Linked DNA regions of Mus musculus: regions 1, 2, 3, 4, 5 and 6 are each linked to region 7. The links are chromatin contacts, called in public HiChIP or PLAC-seq, capture Hi-C and promoter capture Hi-C maps. All regions are on one chromosome and are shown on one strand. Each heading gives the region's core, a stretch centred on a gene start, on an enhancer-like site or on the middle of the called end of the contact. The rest is flanking DNA. Distances are from core to core; before and after follow the strand shown. Region 1 holds the start of Arf1 (ADP-ribosylation factor 1). Region 2 holds the start of Wnt9a (wingless-type MMTV integration site family, member 9A). Region 3 holds the start of Shmt1 (serine hydroxymethyltransferase 1 (soluble)). Region 4 holds the start of Dhrs7b (dehydrogenase/reductase (SDR family) member 7B). Region 5 overlaps Drc3 (dynein regulatory complex subunit 3). Region 6 holds the start of Llgl1 (LLGL1 scribble cell polarity complex component). Region 7 holds the start of Cops3 (COP9 signalosome subunit 3).

Evidence for each region. Promoter capture Hi-C pulls out the DNA fragments that hold promoters and counts their contacts. HiChIP or PLAC-seq counts read pairs in DNA pulled down with a chosen protein or histone mark. Capture Hi-C pulls out chosen DNA fragments and counts their contacts.
Region 1: an H3K27ac HiChIP or PLAC-seq map of extraembryonic endoderm stem cells shows a contact between it and region 7, with 2.8 times the contacts expected there. The contact joins the promoter of Arf1 here to the promoter of Cops3 in region 7. A contact is called at or near these places in 3 of 39 promoter capture datasets (cranial neural crest, liver and pre-B cells), 1 of 484 Hi-C or Micro-C datasets (embryonic stem cells) and 4 of 115 datasets of contacts at active chromatin or transcription factors (bone marrow-derived macrophages, extraembryonic endoderm stem cells, large pre-B cells and 1 more).
Region 2: an H3K27ac HiChIP or PLAC-seq map of the NIH/3T3 cell line shows a contact between it and region 7, with 5 times the contacts expected there. The contact joins the promoter of Wnt9a here to the promoter of Cops3 in region 7. A contact is called at or near these places in 2 of 39 promoter capture datasets (liver and pre-B cells), 2 of 115 datasets of contacts at active chromatin or transcription factors (the NIH/3T3 cell line and large pre-B cells) and 1 of 9 other capture datasets (macrophages).
Region 3: a contact with region 7 is called in a capture Hi-C map of macrophages, with 7 times the contacts expected there. The contact joins the promoter of Shmt1 here to the promoter of Cops3 in region 7. A contact is called at or near these places in 1 of 39 promoter capture datasets (pre-B cells), 1 of 484 Hi-C or Micro-C datasets (liver), 1 of 115 datasets of contacts at active chromatin or transcription factors (pro-B cells) and 1 of 9 other capture datasets (macrophages).
Region 4: a promoter capture Hi-C map of pre-B cells shows a contact between it and region 7, with 3 times the contacts expected there. The contact joins the promoter of Dhrs7b here to the promoter of Cops3 in region 7. A contact is called at or near these places in 2 of 39 promoter capture datasets (embryonic stem cells and pre-B cells), 2 of 484 Hi-C or Micro-C datasets (B cells and liver), 3 of 115 datasets of contacts at active chromatin or transcription factors (bone marrow-derived macrophages, large pre-B cells and pancreatic cancer cells) and 1 of 9 other capture datasets (adipose tissue).
Region 5: a promoter capture Hi-C map of hippocampal neurons shows a contact between it and region 7, with 2.5 times the contacts expected there. The contact joins the enhancer-like site here to the promoter of Cops3 in region 7. A contact is called at or near these places in 2 of 39 promoter capture datasets (cranial neural crest and hippocampal neurons), 5 of 115 datasets of contacts at active chromatin or transcription factors (astrocytes, bone marrow-derived macrophages, embryonic forebrain and 2 more) and 1 of 9 other capture datasets (embryonic stem cells).
Region 6: an H3K27ac HiChIP or PLAC-seq map of embryonic stem cells shows a contact between it and region 7, with 4 times the contacts expected there. The contact joins the promoter of Llgl1 here to the promoter of Cops3 in region 7. A contact is called at or near these places in 1 of 39 promoter capture datasets (erythroid cells) and 2 of 115 datasets of contacts at active chromatin or transcription factors (embryonic stem cells and pancreatic cancer cells).

Annotation. Positions count from the first base shown.
Region 1 is chr11:59,226,970-59,230,087 of GRCm38.p6, reverse strand. Arf1 (ADP-ribosylation factor 1) reads left to right here and starts at 1,821. Exons shown (of 5, transcript NM_007476.3): 1 at 1,821-1,915.
Region 2 is chr11:59,305,297-59,308,388 of GRCm38.p6, reverse strand. It overlaps Wnt9a (wingless-type MMTV integration site family, member 9A), which reads right to left and starts at 1,459. Exons shown (of 4, transcript NM_139298.2): 1 at 1,322-1,459. The coding sequence starts at 1,416.
Region 3 is chr11:60,809,826-60,812,999 of GRCm38.p6, reverse strand. It overlaps Shmt1 (serine hydroxymethyltransferase 1 (soluble)), which reads left to right and starts at 1,735. Exons shown (of 12, transcript NM_009171.2): 1 at 1,735-2,096.
Region 4 is chr11:60,829,060-60,831,956 of GRCm38.p6, reverse strand. It overlaps Dhrs7b (dehydrogenase/reductase (SDR family) member 7B), which reads right to left and starts at 1,326. Exons shown (of 7, transcript NM_145428.2): 1 at 1,226-1,326. The coding sequence starts at 1,245.
Region 5 is chr11:60,383,614-60,386,702 of GRCm38.p6, reverse strand. It overlaps Drc3 (dynein regulatory complex subunit 3), which reads right to left. Exons shown (of 14, transcript NM_029044.2): 10 at 2,358-2,489. Among named protein-coding and RNA genes, the nearest start is that of Drc3, 32 kb to the right of the region's middle. Within about 2 kb of position 1,417, at least 66 of the 459 cell types and tissues checked have an H3K27ac peak or open chromatin away from gene starts, as enhancers often do. A contact at or near this core is called in embryonic forebrain, forebrain and hippocampal neurons, where this site is marked.
Region 6 is chr11:60,698,321-60,701,305 of GRCm38.p6, reverse strand. Llgl1 (LLGL1 scribble cell polarity complex component) reads right to left here and starts at 1,606. Exons shown (of 21, transcript NM_001159404.2): 1 at 1,365-1,606. The coding sequence starts at 1,445.
Region 7 is chr11:59,838,153-59,841,309 of GRCm38.p6, reverse strand. It overlaps Cops3 (COP9 signalosome subunit 3), which reads left to right and starts at 1,543. Exons shown (of 12, transcript NM_011991.1): 1 at 1,543-1,640. The coding sequence starts at 1,586.

The DNA.
Region 1 (3,118 bases), core at 572-3,071, 610 kb after region 7:
CGGAGTTATGGGCAGTTGGGAGCTAGGAACAGAGCTTGGGTCCTCTGTGACAATAGTATGAAGAGTTTCTTCAGTTCAATTGTCCAACTTCCTTTTTAATACACACTTGGGGATGGAGTGATGGTTCTGTGGTCAAGTCCACTGCAGCTCTTGTAGAGGAACTGGGTTTGGTTCCCAGAAACTGCATAGTAACTCAAAACATCAGTAGCTCCAGTTCCAATGGATCTTCTGGACTTTTTGGGCACCAGGCACCCATATGGTATACATACATATTTATAGACACTCACATATATAGATAAAATAAGTAAATCTTGAAAAATTATATATATTTAAGTGAATATACAATTTAACATTCAAAGTTCATGTGCAATATGAAAATTTCACTGTGGCTTCAGCTGACCTGGGGAGGTAGGAAGAGCCTGCCTAGGTAGGTATCCACTTCAAATGTATCATCCATTACACATGTGGATATTAAATATCTACAAAGGCTGTTTAAAATTTTAACTGACACAAATAATTATTTACGGGGTACAGAGTGATGTTTTGAGCGGGACTACAATGTACAGTGGTCACATTACAATAAACAGAATGACTACCACCCTGTCTCCATTTTTTCATAATTTTAGCCTTTTTAGGTACAGAAAGGGAGTTTGGTTCTTGACTATTAGCCTGCGGTTTTCTGGACACCCCATCTCTTTGTCGACTTATCCATGAGGCTAAGACAGGCTTCTGGCATGGCTGGAATCACAGGTCTCAGGAGATGTCCTGCCATTTCTCCAGGGTTGGTGGCAGGCAGCGACACCCAAGGCTTTGTATAAACACTTGCTGTGTGTTGAGGGTGAGAGAGAACAGGCAAGCACCCCCATAGACGTTTACAGAAGCAGCATTTGAAAATGGAGCCCTGAGCGATGGAAAGGGATGTGTTAGGGTCAAGAAGGTGACTATTGCATCGAATCCTGCCAGGCTCAGCACCCACAACTCTGGGGAGAAAGCTCTGGAGGTCTCAACCCCCAAACACAGTGAGGATGCCCTGTACCCTGTGCCTGGACACAACAGTGGCTGAAGCAGGCCCTGGTAACAGAACTGTCTCCTGCTAACTCAATAGATAGGGCTCCAGGCTCAAAAGAATCTCCCAGGGCCCTCAACATCTCCTACCTGTGGGACTTCTCCCAACAGCACACGGGGTGGAAGAACTGGATAGGGAGGACAGAGCCTGGGCCTGATTCCTGCATCGATGGGGAGAGTTAACGGATTCCTCCTCACCTGCACCCTGAAGGAGGCCACCCCATCACTGCCTCTCAGGCAGTGCTATGCCCATGCAGGTGTCTGGTCCTCTCAGTCAGCTCTGAGCGTGCACACAGGTCCAAGACCAGTGTGGAGACATGGTGCTTGTCTGACATTTGGCCTGCGCCTCTTCCCACTTTGGCCATCTGTCGGTCACATCATTCTCTTCAATTCCAGGGCCCAGCTGGAATATCAGAGACCCTGGGGTACTGTGAGAAGGACATTACACCTCCTAGGGCTGACACGACCTTCCCACTCTGACCTTGGCGCTCTAGAACGCTTACTGGCCTCAACCCCCGCATCCGCGGAATGGGCTGGAATTCCGCAGGAAGGCGCGCGTGCGCACGCGCCGGCGGACACGGAACTCCATACACCACACCCTTGCTCGTTCTAGTGCCGGGAGCCAGAGTGCTAGCCCGGGACCCGATCCGGAAACAGAGCGACCTCGGCTCCGCCCCGTGAAGGCTACAAAGTGCAGACGCGCAAGCGCCATCCGTGTGGGGGCGGGGCCCTCTGCGTGCCCGCCCTCTTCCCCCGGCGTGCCCCGCGGCAGGCGCTGACGTGGCTGCCGTCAGCGCCGCCATCTTGTGGGAGCGAAACCAACGCCTGGCTGGGAGCAGCCGCCGCGGAGGTGAGACGCGGGGCGCGCTGAGGCCGAAACTGGGGAGGCCGCGGGCTGGTCATCGTGGGAGTCAAGGGGGCGCTCAGCTGCGGCTGCTAAGGACCGAGTCCGGTCGGGCGGCCTGAGGTCTATGCTCAGTGAGCTCGGCGGCAGGCCGGACAGAGGATCGGGACGCCCCGGAGTCCCGCGTCGCCCACGGCCGCTTGGCCCTCCCCCACTCCGCGGCCCTTACGCCTGCCTGGCCGCCCGCCGCGGGCCGCAGCCCGGAAGTCCGGCCAGGACGCCGGCTCTTCTCCAGGAAGCCAGGTTTCCTGCTGTTCCTCTCTGCGCCTCTCCTAGGCTCCACGGCCCGAGAGCCTGGGAGCGGGGAGCAGGGTTCGGGGGGTCACGGGGTTTTCCTTCTTAAAGGCTAGCCGGCCGCTTCAGATACGGCATGAACCGCGGGCTTGGGGAAACTGAGGCTCGGGTGGCCCCGAGACGACGTCAAGGTCACTCGGGTGGCGAGGTCTTCCTCTTCTGTCTCTCGAGTCCGGTTCCTGTCGGCCTGGAGGACCGAAGTTGTAGGAAGGGGGAAGGGAAAGGGACAGGTGTCGGACAGGGGCTCCGAACTGCGGATCCAGGTGCTGGGATTTAACACGCGCATTTGCGGATCTCGGGGGATACCAGAATACCCACTGTGATCCCCAATTAGCCGTGATTTGGGCCCCGAATATCGTCGGTGAGATCTGCATTGGGGTGCCGATGGCCCCCGGAGGGGTTTGAGCCTTGTTTCGCCTCTTGACCGGCTCCTTTATGCACTTTTGGGTGGATTAGAAAGGCCATTCTGAATTGGAGAATCTTTAACCTGCCCATGGAATAACCCGTTCCCGGCCTCTGAGCAGTCCGCAGGTACAGAGACCAGGTCCAGTACACAATTCTGGCTGTCCATTTAGGGTGGTCGTGCCATGTCAGTTTGTAGTGTAGGTAGCTACATATGTTGTATGGTCTAGCTACATAGAACAAATGCAAAATGCTAGGGATTCTGTTCACATCAAGAAGGAATTCTCCCATTCAAACAGCAACTGGCTGCTTTGTCAGGAAAGGAAGGGTCAGCTGCTCTTGGTCCCAGAAGTCATTGGAGAGCCCAGTAGTTGATGCCACAACCCATGTTGGAGTCTTCTGTTGTAGTTCTTGTTTCACAACTAGTGGTCAGCAGTTTTTCCTGCAGGCTGA
Region 2 (3,092 bases), core at 210-2,709, 530 kb after region 7:
AGAGGAAGGCACAGCTGGCTGATGGGCTGCTGTGACTCACCGCGGACCTGTGGCCAGACGGCCATCCTCAGCCCTCCCTCTTGCCCGCGGGTGAGGCTTAGGGCTGCACAGATGGCGTGCAGGGGCGTGCCAGGCCAAGGCCCAGGGGTCGGACCAGGGGAGCCAGGGTGGGGAGACCCTGGGAACCGAGACATGGAACTGACCCTGGAAGACAACCCAGAAGAAATGGACAGACGGAGGAGAAAGGAGGAGAAAGAAAAACACAAAGGGAAAATTTCCCATGAAAATATTTTATTTTCTTTGAGAACAGGATACACCTGCAGGGTTCCTCAGCCCAGCCGCCTCTCCCTGCCCTGGCGGGTGCCAGATTCCTAGACCAACGGGGCCCTCTGCCGGCCACACCGCTGCGAGCGGCCACTGAAGCCAGGGGCGAGGGAACAGGTGACCGGCGAAGGGCGGCGGCCCAAGACGCAGTCCAGATCACCCAGGACCAGGGTTGCGACCCGAGGGGCTAACCCAGGTCTCCCAGAGGGGGAAAGAAGGGTGATAAGCAGGGAGGGCAGAGAAAGCTGGGGCGCTGCCATGCGTGGTGCCACCCAGGACCTTGGAGAACTCAAAGTGCAGTGGGTGTCCCTCTAAAGATCGCTGGGTTCAGGCATCCCAAACCTGGGAAAGCGAGTAGAGAGGGAGGGACGAAAGGAACCAAAGGTGAAGAGACGCGCCCAAGAACGCGGCAAAACTGCTAACGCATAGACAGGCGAGTGCGGGCGGCGACCCCGCGGGACAGCGGCGGCGTTTACCCCCCGGGGTCAGGTCTCCCAGACGTGTTCCCGAGGGCCGAGGTCGGGGCCAGGCTCGGGCGAGCGCCAGAAAAAAGCGCAAGAAAAATAAATTTCTCCAGCTTGGAGGGTTTTTTTTCTCCCCTTTGGGGCTCAGTGCAAGGAACATCTGGATTTTGTACGTGTTTTTTTGTTGTTGTTAAATTAACTTTTCCAGGAGAGAAGGGGGGTAGTGGGCAGGGGCCAGGGAGGCTCCAGCCTTTTGGCAGGAACACCGCGGCCTAAGGCGGCGGCGGCGACTCGGGAGTCACCGTGGACCGCGGCCCCGCGCAAGCCCGTCGGGGACACCGGCCCCTCTACCTCTAGGGCGCACGGCGGGCAACGACCTGCGGACCGAGAGGCGCGCTCGCTGCCAACTAACGACTCCAAGCCACCCGTGTACCCCGCCGAGCACCTGGCGAGTGCTACCCCGGGCTCGATGCCCCCGTCCGGCCCCGCCGCCCTCGCCCGCCCTCGCGCGGCCGCCCGCCGCGGGCACCTACCCGAAGTAGGCGGCCGAAGGGCGCAGCGCGGCGAGCAGCAGCGTCAGCCCGAAGGCCGCGGCCAGCCAGCGCGCCAGAAGGGACCCATCCAGCATCTTGCCGCGCCGCGGCGGCAGACCATCGCGCTCCGGGCTCCGCGCAGGGCGCGCCGCGACCGCCGCCCTCTTATAGCGTCCGCAGCCGCGGCCGCGGGGCGGGGCGCCGGCCAGCTGGGCTCGGCCCGCCCGCGCCCCGGAGGAGGGGTCACGCCGGCGCCGGGGGCGGGCCGAAATCCGAGCTGCGCGCCCGCCGCCGCCGCCGCGGCCGCCGAGCTGCTCGGCTCGCGGGGCGGGCCTGGGGCGCGCTGTGGGGAGGGCTGGGCACGTGGCGCGGTGGGAACCCCGGTCGAGTAACGGAGCCAGAAGGAGCGATGGGGCGGGACTGAGAGACAGAGCAGGGTTAGACCCCGGGGCTAGGTGTCTGCAGCCAGGACACAAGTGCGAGCTCCGGGGTGTCTCCTGACAGTTAGGGACCGGGTGTTGGCCGCCGGGAAAGACATCCAAGAGCCGAGAAACTTGGACGACTGTGCTTGAGGGGATAGTGACTGGGTGGCTTGGGAGCGACGTTAGCCACTGGATTACAGAGCGGGAGCGTGGGGGGACGCGAATCCACTCGCGGGCCAATGTTGCCAAGAGGGAGCCACTGCTGAAAGTTGGGGTGCTGTAGCTGGAGGAATGGAAAGGCGACCTCTCCAAGGGAGACCAAAAAGGCATTTCTGCAGAGCCGGTGCTGTGGCCGACTTGGACCTGAGGATGGGACAATATGGTCCTCAGGGACTTCTGGACTACTAGCTGCAGATATCACTGACACTCAGGGACCTCATACCCCAAACAGGGTGGAAGATGAAGGGGACCGCTGGCCAGGATGGTGACTGGTCTGTGTGAAAGCCCAGAGCTGTGACTCATCTTCGTGGACTGAATTGTCTATAAGTCAAACCTTAACTAACACGCAGAGAAACACAATTGCCCAGGGCACCCAATAGACTGCTTAAGAGTCCCCTGACATTGGGGGAGGGGCGGCTTATTCAGGGACCATTCAAAGTGCTGGAGAATAGGACCGAGTGATTGGATCCTGACACATGCCCACCGCGTGTCAACCTTCCGTGCTGGAGACGCACTTTCTGTGCAAGACAGTGACACACACACACACACACACACCAGAGCCAAGCTAACAAAACCCAGGGACCTCCAACACTAGCGTGCCTCCCTGACCTGGGCTTACAGGGGCAAGCTCCACACCCTGGAAGGCAAACCTCCTTACCAGCCACCGCCTTCTCAACTTAGAGGGGCTGATTCTGGATGGGAGACCTCCAAGTCTGAGGGTTTTGAGCTCCTCTGGGAGGCTGAGTTGTCTAGCCGTGCACAGCAACTGCTCAGCCACCTGTCACGGCTCCAAAGGAAAGCAGAGGAGGAAATGAGTGAAAAAAAAAAAATCACATCAGCCTCCGCACTGGTCAGAGCCAAGCAGGTTACTCCTGTGGGTGTGGACCACCCAAGTGAATATACCCTGTCCTGACTGAAAAGCTTCCATATGTGGTGGGTGTGTGGCTGAGTGAGGGGTCGGGAGAGCCCATCACTTCCTCTCCGAGCCTTGGTTTCCCCATCAGAGGCCCATTTAACTACACGGTCAGGGGGACTCGTATCGCTCCCCATTGCTGGGAACCCACCTACACCCCACATCGCCATCCAATGGTGCTTCTGCATCAAAATGAACCCAGAAGGCAGCTCCAGCC
Region 3 (3,174 bases), core at 486-2,985, 970 kb before region 7:
GACTCTAGAGAACCCTGACTAATACAGGTACTTAAGAGAGAACAGCACAGAGAGAAAAGAAAAAGGAGGAGGAGGAGGCAGTTTTGCTGGGACAGTTAGAGAGAGACAGGTTGCAGAGAGAGAACAAGTTAGACACAGGTGAAGTCAGAATCAGCCAGAGAATGAGAACATATTGTCAAAGTTACACTTTACCTGTATGTATACGAAGGTGCTAAATCCCCTGGAACTGGAGTACGGATTGTTGTGAGCTGCCATGTGAGTGTTGGGAATTGAACCCAGGTCCTCTGGAAGAGCAGCAGTGCTCTTAACTGCTGAGCCATCTCTCCAGCCCTGTGGGGTTTTGTTTTTATTTTTATTATTTAAATCTATTTTTTTTTAAATTAGGGGCTGGAGAGATGGCTCAGTGGGTAAGAGCACTGCTGCTCTTGCAGAGGGCCAAGGTTCTGTTCTCTGAACCCTTGTGGTGGTTCACAGCCAACTATAACTCCAGTTCTAGGGGATTTAACACCCTTTTGCCTGCCTCTGCCTTCTGAGGGCTGGGACTAAAGGCTGCACTACTACCTCCTGACTCTAAAATGATTTTTTAAATCTTATCATTTTAAATTAATTTTGTTACTAAACAATGTATTTTTATATTTTTATGCACACATGGCAATAATATATATTTAAAAATTTATTTTATTTATATATGCAAGTGTTTGTCTGCATGTATGTGTGTACCACATGCATGCATTGGCCACAGAGGTCAGAAGTGTGCATCAGAGCCCCTGGAACTGAAGGTATAAATGGTTGTGAGCCACCCATGTGGGTACTGGGAATTGAACTCAGGACCTCGGCAAAAGCAACAAATGCTCTTAACCACTGATCCATCTCTCTAGCCCCATGGCAATATGATTTGCTTCATTCGTTTTTACTAGCGTGTGTAACACAAACAACGCAAACTCTTGTTTAGGCTAAGCAGGCTCTCTAACACCGAGCCACACAGCCAGCCTCATTTTAATATTTGAGACAGCCAGCTAGCCTGAATCTTGGTATTTAGTCAGGTTGCCCTCTGTCTCAAGATCCCTCTGCCAAAGCCTGTAGAGTTCTGGTCATGCCAGCTGGGTTTTTGTTTGTCTTGTTTGTTTTTTTGTTTACTTATTTATTTGAGATAGGGATTACTGTGGGCTGACACCAGGACCCGCGGTGGTGGCGCACGCCTTTAATCCAGCACTTGGGAGGCAGAGGCAGGTGGATTTCTGAGTTCGAGGCCAGCCTGGTCTACAGAGCGAGTTCCAGGACAGCCAGGGCTAGACAGAAAAACCCTGTCTCAAAAAACCAAAAAAAAAAAAAAAAAAAAAGATCTATTTATGTCAGGCATGGTAGCACATACTTTTAATCCTAGAACTCTGGAGGCAGATCCCCTGGACACTTGTGCATTAGTTACTGGAAACTGAACCCGAACCAGGCTCGATCCCCAATCCTATCCAGGTCTTCTGGATCACAAAACACTCCTACAATCAGCAATACTGCCCAAAAGTCCCAGGTCCCAAGGTAAGGAACCGCCCAGTCCCCTCCTCCTTCCCACCCCCTCCAGTTCAGAGCTCTTTTTTTTTTTTTTTTTTTCCGTCAGGCTTTGCCCTGCTCTGAGCGCGGGCGAATCGCGCGTGGGCAGCTGGGGGCGGGCTCTACCTGGATGCTCCCACTGATTGGGCCGCTGTAGGGGCGGGGCGGGACCAGGCTGCGCTGGGGAGAGTTTAGTGGAGCTCCGGCCTCTGCGCGCCAAGTTTGGGTTTCCCCCGGACGTGGTGTGTCACGTGGTGGGGAGGCTGGTTCCCGGAGCACGTGCTGGGCTGTTAGGACAGCCCGCTGCGGGGTTCCGGCTGGAGGTGTTGCTGTGGTCACTTTCCGCGCGCTCTCCAGGAATTCGGCGATCCACTTGCCTCTGCCTCCCTAGTGCTGGGATTAAAGGCGTGCGCCACCACAACGCGTTTAGTCCCTTTCATAAAGACCGGAGGAACAGACGTTTACGGCCAGCTCCCGAAACCAAGTGAACTGGAGGCCACCCTGCACCAAGGGTTGGAACCTTTTCACAAAATCCACGCTCCTAATACAAGGTATGTAATTTCTAATCTTTGCGATTGTTTCTTTTTGTTTTGTTTGAGGTGTGAGTGTCACACATGCTGTCCTCGAACTTGATGTGTAGCCAAGGATGACCTTGAACTTCTAATGGTTCTGCCTCCACCTCACCAGTAAGAGCTATCGCTCTCGGTTCATGTGGTGCTGGGATGGAACCCCTTGGTTTATACATGTTAACGAAGCTTCCGAGGTTTGTCTGTAATCACTGCTTTTGATTTACTAGTACAACCCTGATTATCTGCAGTGCGTTACTCTATCTAGGGGACAGGTTGGCTTGTAGCGTTCTTAGCCCAGTGCCTCTATTTCAAGGTCTGGAAGTTAGGTGACCTTTGGTTAGCTGAAGCAAGCACAAATGTGTTTAATTGAGCCAGGCAGTTGCTGGACCAGAAACACCAGTTTAGGCTCCGTACAGAATACATTTAAAATTTCTTCCTTGAGGGGAAATTGAATGGAGGTGAGTAATTGTGTTACCCAGGATTCTGGGAAGCACCAAAAGTAAACAGGAGTTCACATTCTGCCTCTGTTATATGACCTTAGTTAAAGCCACTCCAAGGCCTTTGAGAGCCTCCTCTCTTTATAAAGCAGGGCACAGAGAGACTCGCACTGTTCCTGTCCCCATTACAGCCTAACACGTGGGTATGGACTTTGGCAGACCTATAGACAGTAATAAGGAAATGCTGTATGTTTTCCCCAAAGTTAGCTCAAAAACGACAGTTCAGCAGCCAGGGCTCTGCAGAGAGACCCTGTCTTGGAAAACAAAATAATCAAAAGTCTATAGTGTGAAGATCTTCTTCCTAAGTAAGCCCTAAGTAAGCCAGGAGTGGTGGTGGCACACGCAGGAAGATCTCTGTGAATTCAAGGCCAGCCTGGTCTACATAGAAAAACCCTCTCTAAAAACATAAAACTAATGCCCTGGCCTGGGTATTGTGGTGTATGGCCTTTAATCCCACCCAGCAGACAAAGAGGTAGAAGTAGGCAGAGTTCAGTGCCAGCATGGTCTACATAGTGATTCCAGGATAGTTCTATATGGAGACCTTGTTGTTGTTGTTGAAAACT
Region 4 (2,897 bases), core at 77-2,576, 990 kb before region 7:
AGATGTCTCATTAGTTAAGAGCACTGACTGCTCTTCCGAAGGTCCTGAGTTCAATTCCCAGCAACCACATGGTGGCTCACAACCATCCGTAATGTGATCTGATGCCCTCTTCTGGTGTATCTAAAGACAGCTACAGTGGGGCCAAGGGCTTCCAAGGCTGTGGGTTATGGGAAGCTCTAAGGACAGAGGGCCAATGAAGGCTGTGGATATGCACAGTGGAGACTCTTTTAGTTACTGTATTGACATTGCCTGCACTGTGTATTGCTCAGACAGGATGTGCTGGGCACTAAAGATCATGCTGCCCTGGCACCCAAGTGTTAAGGTCAGCCCTTCAACCCTCTGCTTGACCATGTGAGCATCCTGGATCCCAAACATGAGATCCTGCCCACCACCACCATCTCAGAACAAAAAGGTGGGAAGCCAGAGCCAACTAACATGTCCCAGTCAGTGCCTACAGGGTCTTAGCAGCTGTGTCTGGAGGCTGGCTGTTGTCCTGTAAAGACATTTAATAAAATATCGCATAAAAAGGAAAAATAACAAAAGTAAATACCCACCTGAGAGCTAGTGCAAGTGTTTGTGTGGAAAGGCGTATGTATTAACTCTCAAATCACTATACTAAAGGCTAATGAACTGAGAGTAATGTATGAGTACCATGTGTTGAGTACATGTAGCCACTAGCTAAGCCCTTGCAAGCAAAAACTTATTTACTCTTCACTACTGCCATATTTCTAAAGTTTTAACTGAAGAAACGGTCGCTGAATGTTTAAGGCATCCACCCACAGTTGCACCTGCTAACCGGCACAGTTAGGGTTGGAAGTGTCTAATCTAAGAAAGCTGTTCTCATGGATGTTCCAAAGTCAGAATCTTGCTCGCCCTTTCCGAAAACCCAGATCTCCTAACCATCCCCGGGCAGGAGTGCCACTGGGGTCATGCCACAGTAGCTATGCACACGCGACCTTGCGCGCTCTAGGCTCCAGACCCTGAAACGCACACACAGAGACCAGGTGATCTCCGCGATGAGCGTGCCGGGGCGGAGTGCCTGAACCCTGCTTCCTTCACTGTGGGGCGCCGCGGGGAACCGGAAGCTATCAGGATCCACAGCCTCCCCAGAACGTGCTCAGCCTCACTCAGTCACTTAAAGCAGATGTACCCCGCGCCTCCGCTTTAGACAGGACACCGTCCTCATTTCCACTCACCAAGAGGTTGCAACATCCCTAGCCTTTACCTAAAGGACGGAGAGATCATGGTCAATCAACTTCATGCTCCCGCCTCGGAATTGACGAAATGCAGCTTGGTTCCGTCCAATCACAATACTCGGGAAGCACATGCGCTCTGAAGATGCGCCCAACAGAGGTAGAGTTTAGCCTTTGCGGTCTAAATGACGTCAGTCTGCTTAAGTCCTATACCGTAAATCTTCCGGAGGAAAATTCTAAGTAGTGGTTTGGGTTCCATCGGTTTTCAGAAAAAACTGAACTTGCTCTGCAAAGCTGAGTTTGATGGCATATGGCTGTTATCCGAGTACTTGAGAAATGAAGGGAGGCAGCTCAGGAATACAAGGTCCCCTTTGGGCTAGGCTGCATGACACTGCTTCAAAAAGCAAAAATAAATGCTACAGTTGCCAAGATTATTATAAACGGCGATGTGATGTTGTTACAAAGATGGGGAGAGGGGGCTCGGTTTTTGTTTTTGTTTTTTAAGGAGGTTAGAAACAGACCTACACATAAGTAGTCACTTTTCCTTCCAACAAGGAGCCACATTTAACACAACTAGGAACGTACTATTCTAGTATTACTATTATATATATATATATATATATATATATATATATATATATATGTATATATATATATTACATACATACATTATATACATACATACATATATACATAAATACATATGTGTACATATATACATATATATACATACATATATGTCACTATTACATGTAATATTAATACTATTAATAGTGCTAAGTCTAGGAACTTTCTTTATTCTTTTTCTTTCTTTCTTTCTCCCCCTCACCCCGCCTCTTTTTGGGTTTTTGAGACCAGTGCTTTCTTTATGTAGCCTTGGCTGTCTTGGAACTCGTTCTTTACACCAGGCTGACCTCGAACTCACAGAGATCTGCCAGCCTCTGCCTTCCAAGTGCTGTGAGTTCAAGACTAGCCTGGTCTACATCGCGAGTTTCAGGACACCCAGGACTACAGAGAGAGACCTTGTCTCAAGATAATAATTATAACAACAACGTCAACAACACAAGAGAGTGTATAAGCAATACAATTTGTAATACATATAGCTGGAAATAAATTTTATTTCAAAAGATACAAAGTTTGCAGAAAAAATTATTATCTTAGTTTTTCAAGACAGGGTCTCTCTGTGTAGTCCCAGTTGTCCTGGAATTTACCCTGTAGACCAGGCTGGCCTCAGAGATCTGCCTGCCTCTGCCTTCTGAGTGATGGGATTAAGGGCATGAGCCACTATTGCTCAGCAAATTTATTGTATGTTCATTATTGACTGTTTATTGTAGATGAGAGGAGCTTGCATAAAGATATTTCATGCAAGTTTATAATGTACTTTGGGCATACTCTCCTCCATTCTCTCTAGCCTCCTCTTTCCACCCCCACTTAAGTGTAAGGAGTCACACAGACACACACCCTTCTCTGTGTAAGCTGAAGCCAAGTAGAGAGTTGAGTCGGAATTCCATCCCTCACTGACAAGACCACTTCCCACGTGTGAAAAGAGGCCATGCAGAGAGCAATAACTAAACACTCTTTCCCCTCCCAGTGTCAATGGAGACTTATTAGAAGTCTGGACTTCCATTTGTACCAAATAGTAACAAAGAGTTCCTCTAGGTGTCAGTGAAGGACAAGTGGAATTTACAGACTTCCACATCCATC
Region 5 (3,089 bases), core at 168-2,667, 550 kb before region 7:
AACCAATAAGCATCTCTATGGCTACTGCCACTGGGTTTTAGGTGGGTTTTTTGTTTGTTTTTGTTTTTTTTTTTGTTTTGTGTGTGTGTGTGTGTGGTTTTGTTTGTTTTTGTTTTGTTTTGTTTTGTTTTCGAGACAGAGTTTCTCTGTGTAGCCCTGGCTGTCCTGGAACTCACTCTGTAGACCAGGCTGGCCTCGAACTCAGAAATCCGCCTGCCTCTGCCTCCCAAGTGCTGTGATTAAAATCGTGAGCTACCACTGCCCGGCTGTTTTTTTTGTTTTGTTTTGTTTTATTTTTTTAATTTACACTTCTCTCTCTCTCTCTCTCTCTCTCTCTCTGTGTGTGTGTGTGTGTGTGTGTGTGTGTGTGTGTGTGCGTGTGTAGGTCAGAGGACAGTTTGCTGGAGTCTGTCCTTTCCTTAACCACACGGGTCCCTGGAATCAAACTGAGGTCATCAGGCTTGGTGATAAGAACCTTTCTCCACTGAGCAGGACCATCTTGCCAGCCCTGTCCTGGGCCTCTTGCCCATGTAGCTGCCTCCACCAGGACCAAATATCCTGGCCGCACCCCCTCCCCCCTGAATGAAGCCTTTCCTTCTAGGCCTCTCAGCAGCATCTGCCCATCCTCTCCACAAGGGCCATGGAGAGCAATTTCGAGAGCCAGCTCTATTCCAGAGAGCTCATTTAATCTCTCTCGGCCTCTACTTCCTCACATATGAGACAGTTTTTCTATGTAGTACCATGGTGGCTAGTGGGGTAAATGAGCTATATCATGCATAATGATTTACCACATATCTGGCAGATCCAGGAGCTTGGGTAAGTGCTGACAGTCACCCTAGACTTCCAACAACTAACTGCTGTCCCTAGTGCTTAGCAGAGCACTTGGGGCCAAAACAAATCTCAATATTGTTGAGAGAGTAATAAGAACGTGATTAGGAACCCTCCTCTGGAAGACGCTTTCCTGACCCTTCATAGCCTCAGCACTGATGCAGGGCATCACAGGAGCCCAAAACCTGTCTGTATGCAGTACAAATGAGCCCATTCTCGTGTGTGTGTGTGTGTGTGTGTGTGTGTGTGTGTGTGTGTGTGCACGCGCGCGCGCGCTCATGCACAGCATTTTGATGAATACAAGTAAGGTTGTTGGAAGCACGGACTAGAATCTTCCAGCTTCAGGTGACCAGGTGACTGGCAACATGGCCAGGATGAGAGCAAGAACCTGAGAAGTGTTTGGCCACTGAAAATAATCTCCCTGCTTGAAAGGACTGGAAGCCCCCAGCAACCCTCCCCTGCATGCACTGCTTCTGCAGTACTTGAGCAGAGCAGTTCCCAGTGGGAAACGAGCGGCTGCTGTGCTGTGCGACAGCAGATCCATTCTGCGTAGGAAGTGCCATTTGATGTGTGAGGAATTGATTAGGCACCGGCTCTTGGCCCGGCTGTGGCAGCATCTGAGGAGGTCCAATTCATCATGCAGCGTCCAGCCCCCAGCCTGGCTGCGTGCACACACACAAGTCACCCTGGCACACAGATGCTCTTGAGATGCCTGGGCTTTTTCATTCTCCCAAGTTGGGGCCAAGCGGCAGCCTCCCGACATCGCCCACCCCGAGACAGCAGGCACAGGCTGCGGCACTGATGAGCCTTTGTTTGTCTCCCGAGTGCAGGTCCACCTGTCTTATAAGCTCCTGAACTTCCCCTTGGGTCTAATAAGAAATCTGTACTCTGCTGAGCCTGTTTTAGGATGGAGGAGGGGAGATTTTCAGAGGACTGAGTTCACCTCTCATTCTCCATAAGAATCCTTTCCGAGGCAGCAAAGAGAGCAGTGTGTTCCTTTTCCTCCTGTCTCCTCTCCCTCCTCGCCCCACCCCCTCTCTTTTGCATTGCTGAGGATGGAATCCAGGGCCTTGTCTGTGCAAAGCAAGCACTGAGCTATACCCAGCCCCTGACTTTAAGGTATTTTAATAATTTTGGTAAAAGGTGATTTTGTGGTGTGTGTGTGTGTGTGTGCACATGTGTGTGTGCATGTGTGCACGTGCATGCACTCACATATGAGTATGTATACATGCTCATGCTCATTATATGGTGGGGTGTACACATTATATGTGCCTGTGGCCCTGGATGAAGGCAAAGGACAACCTCAGGCACCGTTCGCCTTTTTCTCTCGCTGGCCTGGAACTCTTCATGTTTACTAAGCCATTTGGCCAGTGAGTGCTAGTGACCCACCAGTCTCCATCTGTCCAGTCCTCTCCTGTGTGTCCACTGGGTCACACTGGACACAGGGGAGAGGAGCCTGTGGAGGGCGTGCTTGCAGGGTTCTGCAGCTGCATGCGGGGGCCCCTGGATATATGCTAGTCTGACTCTACCTCCAGCTGTTCCACCAGCTGCATCTCCAGGATCATGAGTGTGTTGAACAGCTCACCGATGCTCTCAGTGCACTCCGTCAGCTTCTTCTCGATGTTGGACAGATCAGTCTCTTCCCGGATGGCATTTAAGTTCTACAAATAGAAATCCGCACTTGGGGGGACTCAGTAGTTAACAGTGTAGTAGGAAGTGATGATTTGGTTTTATGGGTAAAAACTTAGAGTCTAGAGGTGAAGGGCCAAGTTCAAGTGTCAGCCTGCCATGTGCTAGCTCTGACAGCTCTGGGGACGCTGCCTGCTGCTCTGGCACACTGTATACAAAGGCACCTGGAAGTGGCAAGCATGAAAAGAGCACTCAGACCTACCCTTACCTCCCTGGAAGAAGAAGATGAAACTCCTGTGGGCCAGCCTCTTTCACAGTGCCAGGAGGAGGGAAGATATTCTTATCGGGAGAGATGGGAGCCAAGGTTGGGGGCAGTCTGTGCAAATCAAGCTTTAAAAACTGATTCATAGGGCTGAATAGATAGCTCAGCAGGTAAAAACACTTGCTACTTTTCCAGAGAACCTAGGGTCAATTCCCAGCACCCATATGGTAGCTCAAAACTGTAAATCCTGTTCCTGAGGCTCTGATGCCCTCTTCTGGCCTCTCTGGGTACCAGGCATGTAAGCAGGGCACGGACACACAGGCAGACAAAACACCCGTACACATAAAATAGAAATAAATAAATAAATAAA
Region 6 (2,985 bases), core at 357-2,856, 860 kb before region 7:
ATTTGTGGTCTGAGCTGGATTTAAACCCAATACCCACTGGTCACCCTGGACTACAAGTCCAAACTCAAGAATCTGGGGCTCACTATTCTCTAGAGATCTCCTAACACCCCCTGTGGCAATCAAACTCGTTCCCCAAGATGACCTATCTCCTATCATTGCTTCCCACTCAAATCGGGCCTCACCCTCCTCAACTCCTACCCACTGTAGCATCATCAGTCAGGGGAAGCCATGCTTCAGAGACTCATCACAACTGTGGAGGTCCCCACTACACACCCCATTCACTGGCTAAAACCCACTCTCTTCTTGTTTCATGGGGCACACCCTCACGGTGAGCCAAAAAGAGGCTCCCATCTGAGAAGCCTCTCCTGGCAGCTCTTTAGTTATGGTGTCTGTAAAGCCTGGCACCCCCTGATCATTGCTGAGATCGCAACAAGAAAAAACTGAGCCATGGCAGGGTCTCCCCCTGAAAGTGCCTCCTAAGAGAAGTCCAGGGTCCCTAAGTTCTACTCAGGACAGTAGCAGCTGCTTCAAAACTCCTACTCCACTGCTATCACACAGCAAGGCAAGGAAAGATAAGCGGCCCTCTCCCTACTGAACCTCAGTTTTTTTTTTTTTGTTTGTTTGTTTGTTTTTTAACGTGTGTAATGGAAATGAGAAATCGAATCCTCAACAGCAAGATGCACACAGGCTCTGGGATAAAAGTAACATCTAATCAGAGCCCCACCAGTACAGATAAGAGTTAGGCTTGTGGGGCTCTATACTGGTCAGTGCAGACTAGGTGGGAGCTGAGGCCTTTCCCGGGTCTCTTCTGTATCTCGTCTCTCCAACTTTAGTAAGGTCAGGAACTGGCCGGGTCGCAAGGACATCCAGAATCCACAAGGGGGAAACTGGCCTCATTTCATGGCGGGGGAAACTGAGGCACTAAGGTTTGAAATGCAGTTGAGCATACAGACCAGCACATCCCTTGAACTAGGGACCCCAAGGTAGGGCAGAGCCTGGTGAGAAAAGTGGAGGCGCAGGGATTTCCCAGCCCCCCCACCCCCCACTTTTCCCTCTCTCGCCCGCCTAAGAGTTAAAGAAAACAAAACCTGGCCCTGAATGTCCCTCAGCCGAGCCGGGCTACACACCAAAAATGAAAGAAAAGAGGCCAAGAGCGAAAGGCAGATAGGTCGGAGGACCCCACTGAGCCCAAGGGACACCGGGAGAGATATCAGGGGTTCAGAGACCAGGAGCCCGAAAGCGCACGGCACGGCGCGGGGCGCAGCCCGACACCCCAACCAGGCACACCCGAGCAGCGCGGCGCTCGCAGGGCAGAGGCGGCCCGATGTGGCCCGCCTGAGCCGCCGGCGCCCCCGCCGCCGCACCTTGTGGAAGGCGAAGAGCTCCTGCTTAAGCTTCTCGCGCTGCGGGTCGGCGCCCTGCCGCCGGAACCGAAACTTCATCATCTTGCGCCCGCCTCCGCCACCGCCGCGGGATGCGCCCGGCCCCGCCGGTCCTGAGGCGCGGGGCGGGGCCTGCACGGAGGCGCGGGACGCCACGGACGCCCGCCCGACCCACGACGTGAGCGTGCCCGCCGTGCCGTGCCGCCCCTTGCTCGCCAGACAATGGGCGAGGACGGGGCCCCCGGGCTCGCCGGGCTCGCCGGGGGGGGGGGGCAGTCACGCATGCGCAATGGTGCGGGGCCTGCTGGGACTTGTAGTCCGAAGGTGGGTCCCAACCGTGGGAAGCTGGGCTGTGGTTTGCTAAAGGTTGTTTTCCACTCACGACTGAGCTAACAACATTCTAATAATTCCAGGGACAATTCTCTAGCCCCTCCCGGTCCCACTTCCCCCATCTTTGCCGTTGTTATCTAGTTTGTGTGGCCAGTTTTCACGGATCACTACTTTGCCTATTCCTCCGGTGTGTATTCCACACCACGCTTTTTGTCTCAACTATTATCGAAGAACCCCTCTCTAGGAGCCCGCGATGGTTGTGCATAACTTTAATTCTGGCAATCAGGTGGCAAGCAGAGGCAGGCAGATCTCTCTGAGTTCCAGGCCAGTCAAAAGCTACATTGTAAAACTATGTCTCAAAAAAAAAAAAGAAAATCTCAATTCCTTGAGAGTTATTATTCATGACCCAACACAAAGAACTTCGGTTTGCACCGGCTCAGAAGATCCTTGAGAGGGACGCGAGGCAAAGAAAAGGGGCGGAGGGCTGCAGGAGGTGGCAGGCACGTAGGGCTGAACAGGAGCGGGCTGGATACAGCTTCTCCCCTTGTTTCCCCCATCCCTACAGGGAACTCCGAGAACAAAGCTGCGCCCCGCCCCCGCTTTCTTCCTGTCCCACCCACCTCCCGAGACTTTTCTCTTCTGGACAATGGCCTCTAGGCTGAACCTTTTCCTGCTAGCTGAGGGACTCAGTGTTGGGAGAGATCCCAGGAGTTTAAGCGGGCCAAGCCCCTGTCCTCCCATCTTTGTCAAGAGAGGAGGCGTTGACCCTTAACCCTCAGGCAGCTGCACTGCAGCAACAGGGACCTAGCTACCTCCAAACTGCCCACGACCAGCGTTGCTCAACCCGCCCTGGGAGTTGGGGCTCAGGACTCACAGCTCTTTCCCGAGCTGTAGCTAAAGTGGTTGGCTAGACAGCAAAGGGCCCCTCCTGATCTCAACACGCTTAATGATTTTAAGAGCTCACTGAGAGAGGCACAGATACCACACAATTTTAAAGTGATATCACCCCAGATGCACAGAGGAAGAAACAGTGGCAGCCAACACAGACCAAGATCAGCCCCACACAAGTCATGATCAGAAGCAACTCAGAGGCCTAGGCTACAGTCCTTGTGCTACCCCATGTTGGATTTCAACCTTGCAAATGCTCAGGACATGCTCTACCTCAGCACCAGCTTTCTCTACCCTCATCTCTGCAGTAAAAGTTTATTAGGTTACCCAAGTAACCAATCCCCAGAAATTTTACACTGCAGTCACAAAAACAAAACAAACAAAC
Region 7 (3,157 bases), core at 294-2,793:
CCCCCTTTGGAGCTGTGGTTCATTGACCACTTGGAAGGATGAAGATAAAGCAGTATTCCTCCAGAGGGTAGTGCCATCTCCAACTGTAAACCAGGAACCTATAATCTGGTTAAATATCCTTGTTGGTGACCGTTTCCTGTCACCAACCCACCAATTCCTCAGCTCCAAAACCTACGAATCCCTGAGCACAAACTCTCACCAGTCTTTGAGTTTGGCTTGAAATCTCACTAATCCTCACCGTGGAAATCTTTACCCTGGAAAACTCCTTCCCCATGAAACTCTGTATAAGCCTGTCTCCTCACCAATTCCCTGCTGCTTCTCCCAGGAGAGGCAGCACCCTCTGTTATCTCTCCCAATCTCTTGAGTGACGTTTGATGTGCCATGTGACTTTGTGGCATTCCTTGGCTCCAGACTGCCAGGATAACTTTCCCTTCAGCTGTCACACTTACACACAAGCAACCTCTCCCCTCAGAGCTGTAATACTTCCATTGGAGAAGTCTTTCCGGAGCTGTAACACATTCATTGGCATTGCCCCCTCGGAACTGCAACACTTGTATTAGGGAAAACTTGCCCCTTAGAGCGGTAACACTAACACCCTGGATCCCGGTTGCTTTCAAGAGTCTCCCTCTAAAGCCTCATTGCCTGAGGCCTTTCATTCATCTTATGAAGTGATACAAAGTAACCTTTTTCTCATCTTTGCTACAGCACTAGAAATCCTAGGAAAGAAATTAGTTCCGAGCCAAGCAGGAACCTAAAGTGTGCTGTGCTATCTATCAGAACCCCTTAGCCTTAGATTACCGAGCTTGCTTCAGAGGGAAAGTTTAACCTGAGTTTAACTGTTACAGATAGATGATGGTCATATAAGAAACCAAAGATGGAATGAGAAAAATCACTGCTTCAGTCTAGACCTGGGGAGCCTGGAAATCCGAGGAATTGCTTGGTGTTTAATTTTCAGCTTTAGAATTCAAAACCTTCCTAATGTTACACTTTGACTTGGGAAACTGTCCAGCACTAAGCTGTTAGTTCTCAGGCATTGTGTATGTTCAGAAATGAGCACAACCTCAGATACAGAAGGGTTTCTGGTCGTTAGATAAAAGCCACCATTCCTAGGAACTTATAAAACGAGTTCCCCATCCTTCAAAAGGAGTCATTTTCCCTTGCCTTTGGAAGAAAGTATGGCTCTCTAGTGACATGTTCCGGAAGTGGCAATGGAGCCGTGTCGGAAGTATGTGGCTAGGTTTAAAATAATGTTCAGTCATTCTAAGCAAAACTGGGCCCAGAAATTTTGTGCTTAAGTGTTATTCTTTCCTTTCTTCGTTATTTCCATTTAACATGAGACGAGATTTCCCAAGTGCACTACAATGAAAGGCGAGGGAGGGGACCTGACTTCCGGCGACTAGCGGAACTGTTTCCATGGAGACAGGAGGGGGTGCCTCAGCCAGGTAAGATCTCGCGGCGCTTGGCCGGCGGAAGTGACACAACCTGCCTCCAGGCTTTAGTGGGTCGCCGGGCCCCTCCTCCTAGAGCAGTCGCTTTTTCCCGCGCGAGCTTACCTCTGTTGCTCGGGCCACCAGCGGGGGGAAACATGGCGTCTGCTCTGGAGCAGTTCGTGAACAGTGTCCGACAGCTCTCAGCTCAAGGTGAGGCCTGGGCCGCAGAGCTGGCCCGGTATGCCCTGGCACCGGTGCGGATTTGGGACCGCCCTTCGCTCTCTAGCCTCTCCCCCTGGACCTGCTCAAGCCTTGGTGCTTAGGGTAGGAGCGCACGGCCGAGGGGAGCAGTCCTCGTGCTGTCGTGCGCCGTCGTCCTTGCCGTCGCCTTCCCCTGCCTCGGGCCCCGGAGACTTTCCTTCCCCTCCCCCTCCAGCACCCCCCCTCCGGGCCCCAGCCACGGGGCGCCGCTTGACAGTTTGGGGGCGTGACTTCCGGTAGGGGCATTCCGGAGCACCCATTGGTCCCTTGGCCATCACTGCTTTTTGGTGATTGGTCTAGCGTCCTGTCCGTCCTGCCGGTCTGCCCCCCCGCCCCCACCAGGCCCTTCTAGCGGCTGGAGGGGAGTCTTTTCTAGGCTCCTTGGCTAGAAGGCGTGAGTCTTGGCTGGCCAGCGGCGCACGCTCGGAATCCTCCGCCCCTATTTTGGTCGAACCGAGCTCCAAGGGAGCTTTCAGTAGTCGGACTACATCTCTAGGGCGTACAGTTGTTACTTTATTTCCCCCCCTTAATTTGCATACCGTCTGGTCCATTCATCTCGTCACTTGAACACACCCATAATCTTGAGCCAGAAGAATGTGACCTCTCTTTAATAGAGTTAAGGGAATGGAGTGGAGAAAGCATGTTAGAAATGCTTTTGACATGTGGAAATTCCGTGAGGTTAGGCTCGTTTCTTCATCTGTAGAAAAAGAGAGGTATGAGGTGTGTCCGGGTAGTTGTCCACCTAACTCTTGTAAGGTTTAAATGATGACACCATGCAAAATAAATGGTAATTCTCGTTTTCCTTGTCAGTGATAGACTTAAGCTCACAGGCCAGATAGACACCTGTGAGTGATTTTTTTTTTTCTTTAAATAAGTCATTCATCCATACGATACAGGTAGGACTAGTTAAGTAAGGAGTGAGCATAGGCGTGCACTCCTTTAGTCCCCTAACTCTGGAGGCTGAGTTAGGTGGATCTCTTGAGTTCAAGGCCAGCCAGCATTACACAATGAGAACCTTGTCTCTAAATAAGTTAATTAAGTGGAGCTGGAGAACAGCTCTCAGCATGTACTACTCTTTCAGAGGACCAGAGTTCAGTTCCTGGCATTGTTAGTGGACACCCAACCCCTTGTAACACCAGCTTCAAGGGACCCAAAACCTAACATCCTCTTCTGTCTCTTCACGCACCTTCACTTACATGCACATAACCACATACAGACACAGAAAATTAAAATTAGACAATTACAGCACAGCCGTACAAATGGATTCCTATGCAGCTGTGGGAAGAAAAGTGCATATACTTTTTGCAAACTGAAAAGGAATCTGAGGTCATCATTAAATAGCAGAAAGATGCTTAATAGTGTACACAACACAGTGCCATCTATGTGAATAAATAGACTGCATGGCGCATGGGTGAGTATTCCTATTCATGTGGACTGTCTTTAGATCCTTAAGGTGTTCACTGGTA